Linked DNA regions of Zea mays: all the other regions are linked to region 3. The links are chromatin contacts, called in public ChIA-PET and Hi-C maps. All regions are on one chromosome and are shown on one strand. The core of a region is the stretch at or near the end of the contact, and the rest is flanking DNA. Distances in the headings are between cores, read along the strand shown. Region 1 holds the start of LOC103632279. Region 2 holds the start of LOC100191485 (putative RING zinc finger and ankyrin repeat containing protein). Region 3 holds the start of LOC103632278 (COP1-interacting protein-related).

Region 1 (3,185 bases), core at 28-2,527, 190 kb after region 3:
ACAAGCTAATTAAGGCCCACAATGGCGACGATAAGAAACGAAGCCTTTTGTTCCAAATAAATTATAATGACACCATCTAAGACATGTTGCTAAAATTCAGCAGCACACGTAACCTTTTTTTAAAAAAGAATACACTATCTCCCTTTTTTTATTTGTCGTGTTCTAGTTCAAAAATAAACAAGTCGATGATAAATATTCGAGAACAATTGAGTTAGTATTAGCTAGGACCTTGGAGAAGGATGCATGTGACAGCGGAACCAACCAAGGGATCCTTGGGTTCCACTAGCTCTAGGTGGCAATTAGCAATTCAGCGTCCTTCCTATGTTGCGTGTTGCCAGGAAGGTTCCCCACGTCATCCATCTACTTCCCCTCCGTCCTTATGTGCTTGCTCTTGGTGTTACTCTCACCATGTTTGCCGGCGGGGTTTTGGAATCTAGGCTGCTTGGCGCTCAAACGATTGCCAAGGTCGATCTAGATCTCGATCCCCGAGGTTTAAGGTTGTAGGCTACCTAGGTGCAAGCGTGTAGTATAATGTCTTGTTCGTTTGTGTCAGATTGCACCCGTAATCGTTCTAGCTAATCAAAGTTTATATAAATTAGAGAAACAATCCGATTAAGAATCGTTCCGATTTACCAATCCGGCACAAACGAACAAGGCCTAAGCGCGGCGAGGAGACGGACGGCTAGCTTATTAACGGTGGTGATGATATACTCCTATACGATTATAAATATAGTTACCAGCATGGAGCAAAGAGACAAACCACGCGGCAATCTCCTCCACAATGATAGATTGCACGTACGTACCACACACACACAGACGGACGGACACGCTGTCGGTGTTGGTCTGGATCGGCGCATGCAGCGCGCTAGCTGCTGCCTGATTTGGGCGACCACTACTTGGCCACCACCAAAACTGACCATCAATCTGATTGGCCCCGTGTGTCGTCAGAGCACGTTGGTGTTTAATTATTGGCTAGTCGTTTTACTTGTGGGTCTCTGGGCTCTGTAGTAGTAGGGTCCGGCCAGGAAGAATCTGCATGCGTGGGGGAGTTTGATGACCAACAGTAATATTGATGCTGTTTGCTCTCCTGCCATGATCATTCTCCCTTTTCCGCTGAAAAAAGAGAGAGAGAGAGAGGAGATTCCAAAGTACTAATGCCATTATTATTATTCCGATGAAGATTACGAACGAGATGATAATCATATCTACTTGGCTTCCATGCATGCCCATATATCATCAGCCCATGCGTGCTTCAAACGAGAGGCCGGTGAGAGACATATACCGTCACATCCCTTTTTCCTCTCGCTATAAATCTACCACCACGATCCTCCATCCGGCCCGGCCCGGCCCGGCCCGTTGGAGGGGACCGCTGGTTGCCGACAGAGCCATATGGACGACTTGTTGGTTACGCTGTTCCACAACTTGGCACAGCATCCAGAGACTGGCACTGGCACATGTCGGCCGCAGGCTTGCGGTGACGCTTACAGCAGGACACTGAAGAGATGGCACGGCTGGTTGGGTTGGCCACTTCGAGCTTTTCGGTACGTACTACTCCTTGTCTAACTCTAAGCTCCTCCATACTTGTTTGCAATCTCAGCTTGCCATGAACATGAAGCTTGCACCGGACAGGACGAACAAGTTCATGGAGATCATCAGCGTGGTTCAGGCGCATCAACGCTGATATTGACAAGTAAGTTCTGCAGAGAACCACAGGTTTCTGGTAAGTTGAGCCCGGAATACACTACAGTTTGTGTAACCAACAAGAAATTTTCTGAAGGTCAAGTTTTTTTAAGATATACACCTGTGTCTACTTGCAGGCCAGCGTGGGCATGGACGATCTTAAGGCATCCTAATCATCTATCTAACACTTATGACTTTACTTTTGCCAGGCTTACACAGAAACAACCATCGATCTGTCGATAATTTGTTTGTATCGTTGGTTATATGACTGTCAAGTGTAACACCGTCTTCAGCAGCTCTCCTATCACATCCCCTATCTGATACCTCTATTTCAAACTTCACTCTATAACCAGTATCAAATAGTATCATCTACATTACCATACCGTATCCCTATTTTACACGATCCACCGAACACAACCTTATACCCTCTTATATCCATAAAAGTTTGTTCAACCTCTGCTTTGTGTTTGCATTATATCGTGGTTGTTTCAGCCTCCCTAGTAAGAGTCTGTAACTAGGGCTAGATATCGAGCTAGCTTGACTCGTTTACGAACTTAAGCTAGCTCGTGAGCCACAACAGAAAAAACAATATATATATATATATATAATTAATTTTTAATTAATTCTAAACTAATTTAACTATAGTAAATGATAATTATACTCATAGTTTCACATACCACATCAATGCAACACCAAATTAACATAACTCATCACTCATCAATTCATCACCAATTCATAATCCACACACATGTTTATCACTTTAACCCATAGTCACAGTCGCACAGACCAATTTAACACATAGATACGGTTCGTCAATCATTAGTTTAATTCATAATCCATAGGCACCGCACATACGTATAGCATGTTCAACAATTTCAAGCGTAAATGATATGCATATTGTTTCGTTTTACTAAAGTGTGATAGTTCGTTGAGCTCGCGAGCTGGCTTGTTAATAAACTGAGCTAGGATGTTAGCTCAGCTCGTGAAAACATTCAAACGAGCTGAACTGACCATGAACCGAGCGAGCCGACAAGTCACGAGTATTTTGTCCAGCACTATCTGTAACCGTGACGTACAGAACCACTAATACAATGTTTGTACGTTGCGACAACACAAAATCATATTTGATATCTATAAAAAATAAATTTAATATTAAAGTGAACATATAGTCTACATATTAGATATTAAATTGATAAAAACAAATATTACACCTTATCTTAGTCAAAAGGCCGAGAAATATATAAGTTGAAAATGAGCTCCACCTCTTTTTTATAGGTCGCTCGGTCGCTTGTCCTTCAACTAGCAAGGTAGTACTATATGGGAGCGTTGCACTGTATATATGTGGTTTACTGTTGTGTTGGGTTTGAATATAGTTTCTCATGACCCAACTATGCTGTAATGACCCATTGGTAGATGAGATGTGGCCGGCGGGGGGATAGACATAGGACGCACAACACACGGAATTGATGCTTTAGAGGAGTAGAGAAAGTCAGTCTCCTATAAAA
Region 2 (2,997 bases), core at 58-2,557, 210 kb after region 3:
ACTATACCTCTATGGCACGAACAACATTCACATGACCCTTTTCTCTTGCCAATTCGAGGGCAGTATTGCAATCATCGTTTGGTATGAACGGATTAGCTGCACGGATATAGTAATATATGCATCGAATAGAGATCTGATGAATAGAGTGTTTCATATATTATTCATCATATACCTCCATGTGAGAGTAGTAAATGGACAGTCTGCTGAAGTCCTTTCTTGGCAGCATGGTGCAATGCTGTCCCACAGTGTGACCCTGGTAATGGAAAAAGGTAGTGATCAAAACATAATAACGAGCACAGCCTCCTCTTCAATTAAGCATGAGTCCAGGGAAGGTACATATCACTGTCAGCAACTTGGATGGATCACATCAAATGGTTTCATTCATTTGAATGCAGAGTTTGAAAGATGTGTACCGATACAGAATTACATTGATGTGATATGATTTGACAGAACAAATAAAACTCGATCCTATGTTAGAGTGAATGTGGACATAAACCTTGTCTTAGTTGACTGAAATCTACCCTAATTGCCCGTTCGAATGAGAAGTTTACGGGGGTGTTTGGCACTGCTTTACTTTACGAAAATCAACTCAGCTTCATAAATAGGACCAAACTAACAAAGTAAAAGATTGGTAATAAGAATCAAGAGAAGAATACCAGGCCTGTAGGCATTCACATTAGCTCCCAACTCGATCAGCACCTTGGCCACGTCGAACAGATCCGGGCGCATACAGGCAAGCATCAGGGGCGTCTTCCCTTCCTTGTCAATCCACTGCAACCAATCAAGCATTTGTCGCAGCAACAACCGCAGTAGCCCAATCAGTTCACAGAGACATAAAACAAGAGTAAATTTGCCATCCTGGCCGAACGACTGACCTCGAGACCAGCGCCTTGCCCCCGGAGCGTGCGAATCCCGTCGACGTTGCCGTAGTTGACCTGCTGGTACAGCAGTTCCTCTTTGGACTGCTGCAACCCCATCCCGGCTCGCAACGCGCGCCAAAATCGAATGACGGCGGGTTCTCCGAATCAAAATCGCCCAAAATCGAGCTTTCACGACCCAATCAGCGGCGGTTCCCGCGCGCGATCGCGGCAAGGTTGTGCTGCGCGCCCGGGGGATTCGGGGGCTTGGATGAGGTGGCGGTGATTGGGGCTCCGGTGACGGAGCGAGCCCGGAGATCCCCGCCGCATGCAGATGCGGCGAGGGGGGCGGGAGGAGCCCGACGGGTGGTTCCCGAGCAGGTAGGGATTGGATTGGTCGCTGGCAGTGGCAGGAGGGGGCAGATTTTAATGCGCGGTGGTTCGGGTCGGGAAGGAAGGGAAGGGAGAAATGGATGGGAAATTGAAGGCGAGACGAGACTGAGGGCGTGTTCGGTTGGCTGCAAGCCGACACTGTTGCAGCTGTTTGGACTGCTGCAGCTGCAATCCATAGAGAGAAAAATACTGTAGAAGCCGCAGCCGCAGCCGGATTGCAGCCGCAGCAAGCCGCAGCGAACAAGCCGTGAGCTTTTTCCTTCGTGGCGAAGCCAAGGGATTTTGGTCATTCCATTTGGGAGGAACTGGGAAGCCAGGAAGGCAACCACCAAGGGAACGCGGGCGGGCCGGGACCAGGTGACGCTGTCTGGCTTGCTGTTCAAACCTCAAAGCGAGGCAGGGGACGCGCCTTTGCCTTGCAACATTTATTGACTTTACACACGAATTCTCGAAGGATTCTGACTAGAGCGTGCGACTTGCATACTTTATTAAAATGAGATGATTACATTTGGCAGTAGATGCTAGGTAATTGATCGGTTGAAATTTCAAACTGGAAGTTTTTTGGCCTCCTAATGAGTGGGCCCCCAAACTACAGCTTTTTAGTAGAAGAAGCTGGATGTCAACATGTTCGGTTGATTTTAATCGCTATAATATTTTTGGCTCTATAGATTAATCCATAGTAATCTAAATAATAGGTTTTAATCCGAAGCGGATGTGGTGACGTGGCACGCTCGGCCATCAGCATCAAGCCATCAAGTATATACTAGGTCAGTGCCCGTACGTTGTAACGGGGACATATAATATCTCGATAACTTATATATGCACATATGTGTTATATAATTATGAGATAGAGGATGACATATGTGATCTGTCCGGGATGACATCGAAGAGAAACTCGGGCCTATGACGCACGGGCACTCACCTAGTAAAATATGAAGCCAGAACAGAAATCAGTTCCGGGAAGCCCTGCCAAAGGGGCCCTAAGGAATCACACAAAGATTTTGCACAGAATCAGATAGTTTAAAGCAAGTATTAAAGTAGTCTGCAATGTGACAAACAATCCAAGGGACTTCTATTGGTAAGAGGGGTTTGGACGTTTGGTACAATGGAAATTACACAACAATCTCTCCGCTTGCCACAAAATATAAATGTACATGATTTCAGAAGACCCATACAAAGAGACTAAGGGAAAAATGGTGCTTTCATGCCCACCTCAACTCTTATGGAAGGAAAAGGGAAAAGTGGAACACTTGGGACATATCTCTACTACTTATTAATACTGCAATAGTAGTCTGCCTCTGACGTGTTCTGCCTCCGACGCGTTCTGCCAATGGTTATTCTGCCTCCAACGACCGCACCATACAGTCCCGCGCAACAAAATAAACAGTACATACACAGGTTTATGAGCCACGTTCCGTTCCATCTTTCTCAGTGAGCAACATACAATACACAGTTGTGCTTATAAGCCATGTTCTGTCACTCTCAATGGCCGATGTGGCACTAATAAAATAGATGGCATACCTGGCAGCGGTTCGTGCGGCCCAATGATTTTTGTGTGGACCTAAGGCCCATCGTCCTAGCGTGCAGCCCACCGTGCGGCCGACTGCATTCTCGCATTCGACCTAATCACCGTCGACGGCTCTTCCTCCACTGCGCTCAACTCCAGCGGCCTCCCCTCCCTCTCCTCCACCCCACCATCGGACTCCACCTCCTCCCCCACCGCACCGTCGGACTCCACCTCTCCAAT
Region 3 (3,142 bases), core at 344-2,843:
CTCACAGAAAGCAATCAGGTTGGTGCGGTGTCATACTACCTCCATTGCTTTCAGTCAACTTTCTTCCATGGTCTTCGACCTTTTAAATGGTGAAGCAAGAATATGTCATTATTTCTACAGAAACACACAACAAATATCCATAAGCTACAAATCTTCTGCGCTTACAGATTTTAATCCAAGACTATCGTTGCTCTGGATAGCAATGGCATCCTCGAGCTGCAGGATCTCAGACTCCAGTGTTCTGACTCGCTCAAGGACCTCCGGAGTACTCACGAAACGCACAAATCTGCGAAGAGTTGTCACGAGAAAATGACCCAACAGGGAAATAGGCAATGGCAGAAGCAACTGTACTACAGTAGTATAGAAATCTTAGACGCCAACCTCTCCACGGTGCCTCTCGTAAACCATGGCACATCGAACCCTGAGCTTGGTTCAAGTGTGATCGAGTACCCTCCCTTGGCAATCTGATCCTGGGCGGCCTTCAAGTGAGCGACGAACGGTTTCAGCAAACCAGATGCAAACTTCTCCTTCCGGCCATTCGCTATCAGAACCAAATCGAACCTGAAAAGCGAAAACAGAACTTCCGTCAGAGACCTTGAACAAAACAGTAGTTTACTCCGTCTAATAGTTTTACTTTTTTTAATTTAATTTATAACATAACAAATCTGTCTAGTAGTTACTACTATGCAAGAATCGCCGGATCTGCTACTATAATTTTACAGCTAACGGCAGACAACCAATCCCAACAAAACAATACCAACAAAGAAGAAATCGTTTTTTGGGCCAAATTCCGATCGTGACATGGACAAAACCATCTTAGGACAGTGCAGTAGACAGAGTGGTCTTCAAATGGAAGCTTCCAAGTACCAAGCATCAAAATGAACGGCACATAAACCGTCACAAAGACCAACTTTTCTACCATTCAAGAAACCAAAACCCAAAGAACGATCAATCCGCCGAATTAAAGCCGCTTCATGAGCAGATCTATAGGATGCTCTCACCTGGTCCGGGTGGGGGTGAGCTGGAAGACCACCGAATCCAGACGGGCGTCGGACCTCATCGCCGAAGAATTCCACACGAGAACCTCTCCTCTCTTGGCTCTCCCTCTCCTCTTTGTATCAGATCTTACGGGCAAAAAGCGAGCGAGCGCGCAGAAACTGCGACAAGAACCCGGCGCTTTGCTTGTGCCGGGTGCTAACCTCCCCACTGGGGAAAAAGACAAGCAGAAAGGAGAGGCGAAGGCGAGGGGAGGTTATAAATCGCGAGCAAATGCTGCCCCGGCGGCGAGTGGAGGAAAATATCGCAGCATGGGGTGGATCAGTGGATGGAGGAAGCAGAGGGGAATGAGCAATCAATTTCCCCGTACTATATAAATCTCGATGCGGTGGCAATAAATAATTCCTCGGCACAAGAACAGGGCGCGCTCTGCTGCTTGCTGCTGCTGCTGCTGGCCTGCTTGCTGCTGCTGCTGCGTGAGTGTGAATGCGAGCCAAGGAGAGAGGGAAGAGAGGAGAGCGTTTAATGTCTGTCTGTACTACTGGCAGTCAGTGACAATTTCACGAAAGTTTTATTTGCATTAATCTTGCCATCGTACATATTTTCGATGACATGGCAGTGTTTTAAAAAAGAGAGAAAGTAAATTTCATCTAAATAAAACTCTCTCGACATAATTATAAATATGAAATTAAATACCTATAAAACTATAGAAAAAAAATTACATTAAAACTGATATTGTCGTTGAATAGCAATATCAGAGTACAAAAGGTACTAAAGAGAGACAATTAGGTTGTCTATTTCCTCCGTAAACCATGTCAAATAGTGTCACCGCGTCTCCTATTTTGCATTATCCACCGAAGACGGTCTTAGAAGGAGCATAGTGTTGGTCGATAGTAGTAGGGAACTTGGGCACGAGCATGAACCAACACGAGGACAGTTAGAGAGCTTTAAGTAATTTCCAGCCTCCTCTTGCTAATTATCAATTGATGAATAAAAAATAATGAATCTCAACCAGTGAGCACCAAGACCTAGCTCTCCTCCACATCTTAGTTTGTGGTAGGAATTTTAGCCTAATAGTCCTAACTTATTTTTATGCATACCCTAAATGAAGAGTGAACCCTGAACCCGGTCTTGAATATGGCTAAACATTACCCTATCCCTCTATTTTATAGTGCAATACATAAGAGAGGTTACATGAACCTCGAATTCCACTAGCTAAGCTCAACTACCATGTTCTTATTCTATCCTTGGAGTCGTACCAGGGCTCACGCCTCTGGTCGTGGCGCAATGTTGGAGATGTCATTCTCTAGCTGGCTGCGTCTAATCAATCATCGAACTTCGCTCCTAGGAATGTAGGTACGCCAAAGGTCATGAGGACTTCCAAGACTTTGCTCCATGGAAGTCGGACCTGTCGATGTAGTTGATCGAGTCTACGACCACTTCTTGTCTATTGAAGGCTCCAAAGGCCACAGCGAGGACTTTGTCCAGATGGCAAAGCAAGGGAAGGTCTAAACATGTGGGCTTAGTTATCCACGTCAAGCACTCGAGGACCCGATCGAAAGATCGCAGGAGCGTTACCAAAGACCTTTTGATCCACGAGTGACCTAGAAGGTGTTGAAGACCTTGGTCTCGTCATTTGGGTGGCATGCATAGTCCCTGGCGGAGGCCTTGAAGACTTCCCCCACTCAAGAGCTAAGGGAGACTATGGTGACTACATGGGCCTCCAACAGCTAAAGGAAGACCCATCTGTTAGTAATGGACCCACACGAATATTAGTGTGGTATGTAATTGGTTGCCTGTAATGTAAGGTTTGTATTGCCTCAATGTTGCTGTTGTACAAGATATTCTAAGGATGTGGTGGTAACCAATTTTGGCAAGCATGTACTTTAGGAGGTTGGCCCTTAGCTACCCTATAAATACCCCCATCGAGACAGGATGAGGGACGGTTGATAAGATATTTGAGAACCATTGTTTCGCATTTGTCGTGTCGTTGCACTCTTGTCATCTCTCTTGTTCGGGTCCCCCTGTTAGGACCAAACACTCATCATGGTAGGCTTGTTCATACCACAAGTTTAGTAATTCTTCTTGGGGTGCTACCTCTAGACCTCGGGCTACGTTGCTTGGCTTAAGCACCATTCTATCAAAC

The links. Hi-C and Micro-C count contacts between places; a contact is called where the count stands out from the background. ChIA-PET counts read pairs in DNA pulled down with a chosen protein or histone mark.
Region 1: a contact with region 3 is called in a Hi-C map of leaf, with 8 times the contacts expected there. The contact joins the promoter of LOC103632279 here to the promoter of LOC103632278 in region 3. A contact is called at or near these places in 14 of 25 Hi-C or Micro-C datasets (bundle sheath, ear, leaf and 3 more) and 1 of 3 datasets of contacts at active chromatin or transcription factors (seedling).
Region 2: an RNA polymerase II ChIA-PET map of seedling shows a contact between it and region 3, with 3 times the contacts expected there. The contact joins the promoter of LOC100191485 here to the promoter of LOC103632278 in region 3. A contact is called at or near these places in 5 of 25 Hi-C or Micro-C datasets (endosperm, leaf and tassel) and 2 of 3 datasets of contacts at active chromatin or transcription factors (leaf and seedling).

The regions. Positions count from the first base shown.
Region 1 is chr7:41,464,411-41,467,595 of Zm-B73-REFERENCE-NAM-5.0, forward strand. LOC103632279 reads left to right here and starts at 1,278. Exons shown (of 3, transcript XR_555795.2): 1 at 1,278-1,541; 2 at 1,630-1,690. LOC111589873 (U2 spliceosomal RNA) reads right to left here and starts at 2,918; the gene lies at 2,723-2,918.
Region 2 is chr7:41,490,787-41,493,783 of Zm-B73-REFERENCE-NAM-5.0, forward strand. It overlaps LOC100191485 (putative RING zinc finger and ankyrin repeat containing protein), which reads right to left and starts at 1,308. Exons shown (of 9, transcript NM_001136917.1): 1 at 876-1,308; 2 at 657-771; 3 at 173-253; 4 at 8-96. The coding sequence starts at 977.
Region 3 is chr7:41,278,192-41,281,333 of Zm-B73-REFERENCE-NAM-5.0, forward strand. It overlaps LOC103632278 (COP1-interacting protein-related), which reads right to left and starts at 1,594. Exons shown (of 10, transcript XM_008654089.3): 1 at 1,002-1,594; 2 at 382-561; 3 at 166-286; 4 at 40-79. The coding sequence starts at 1,060.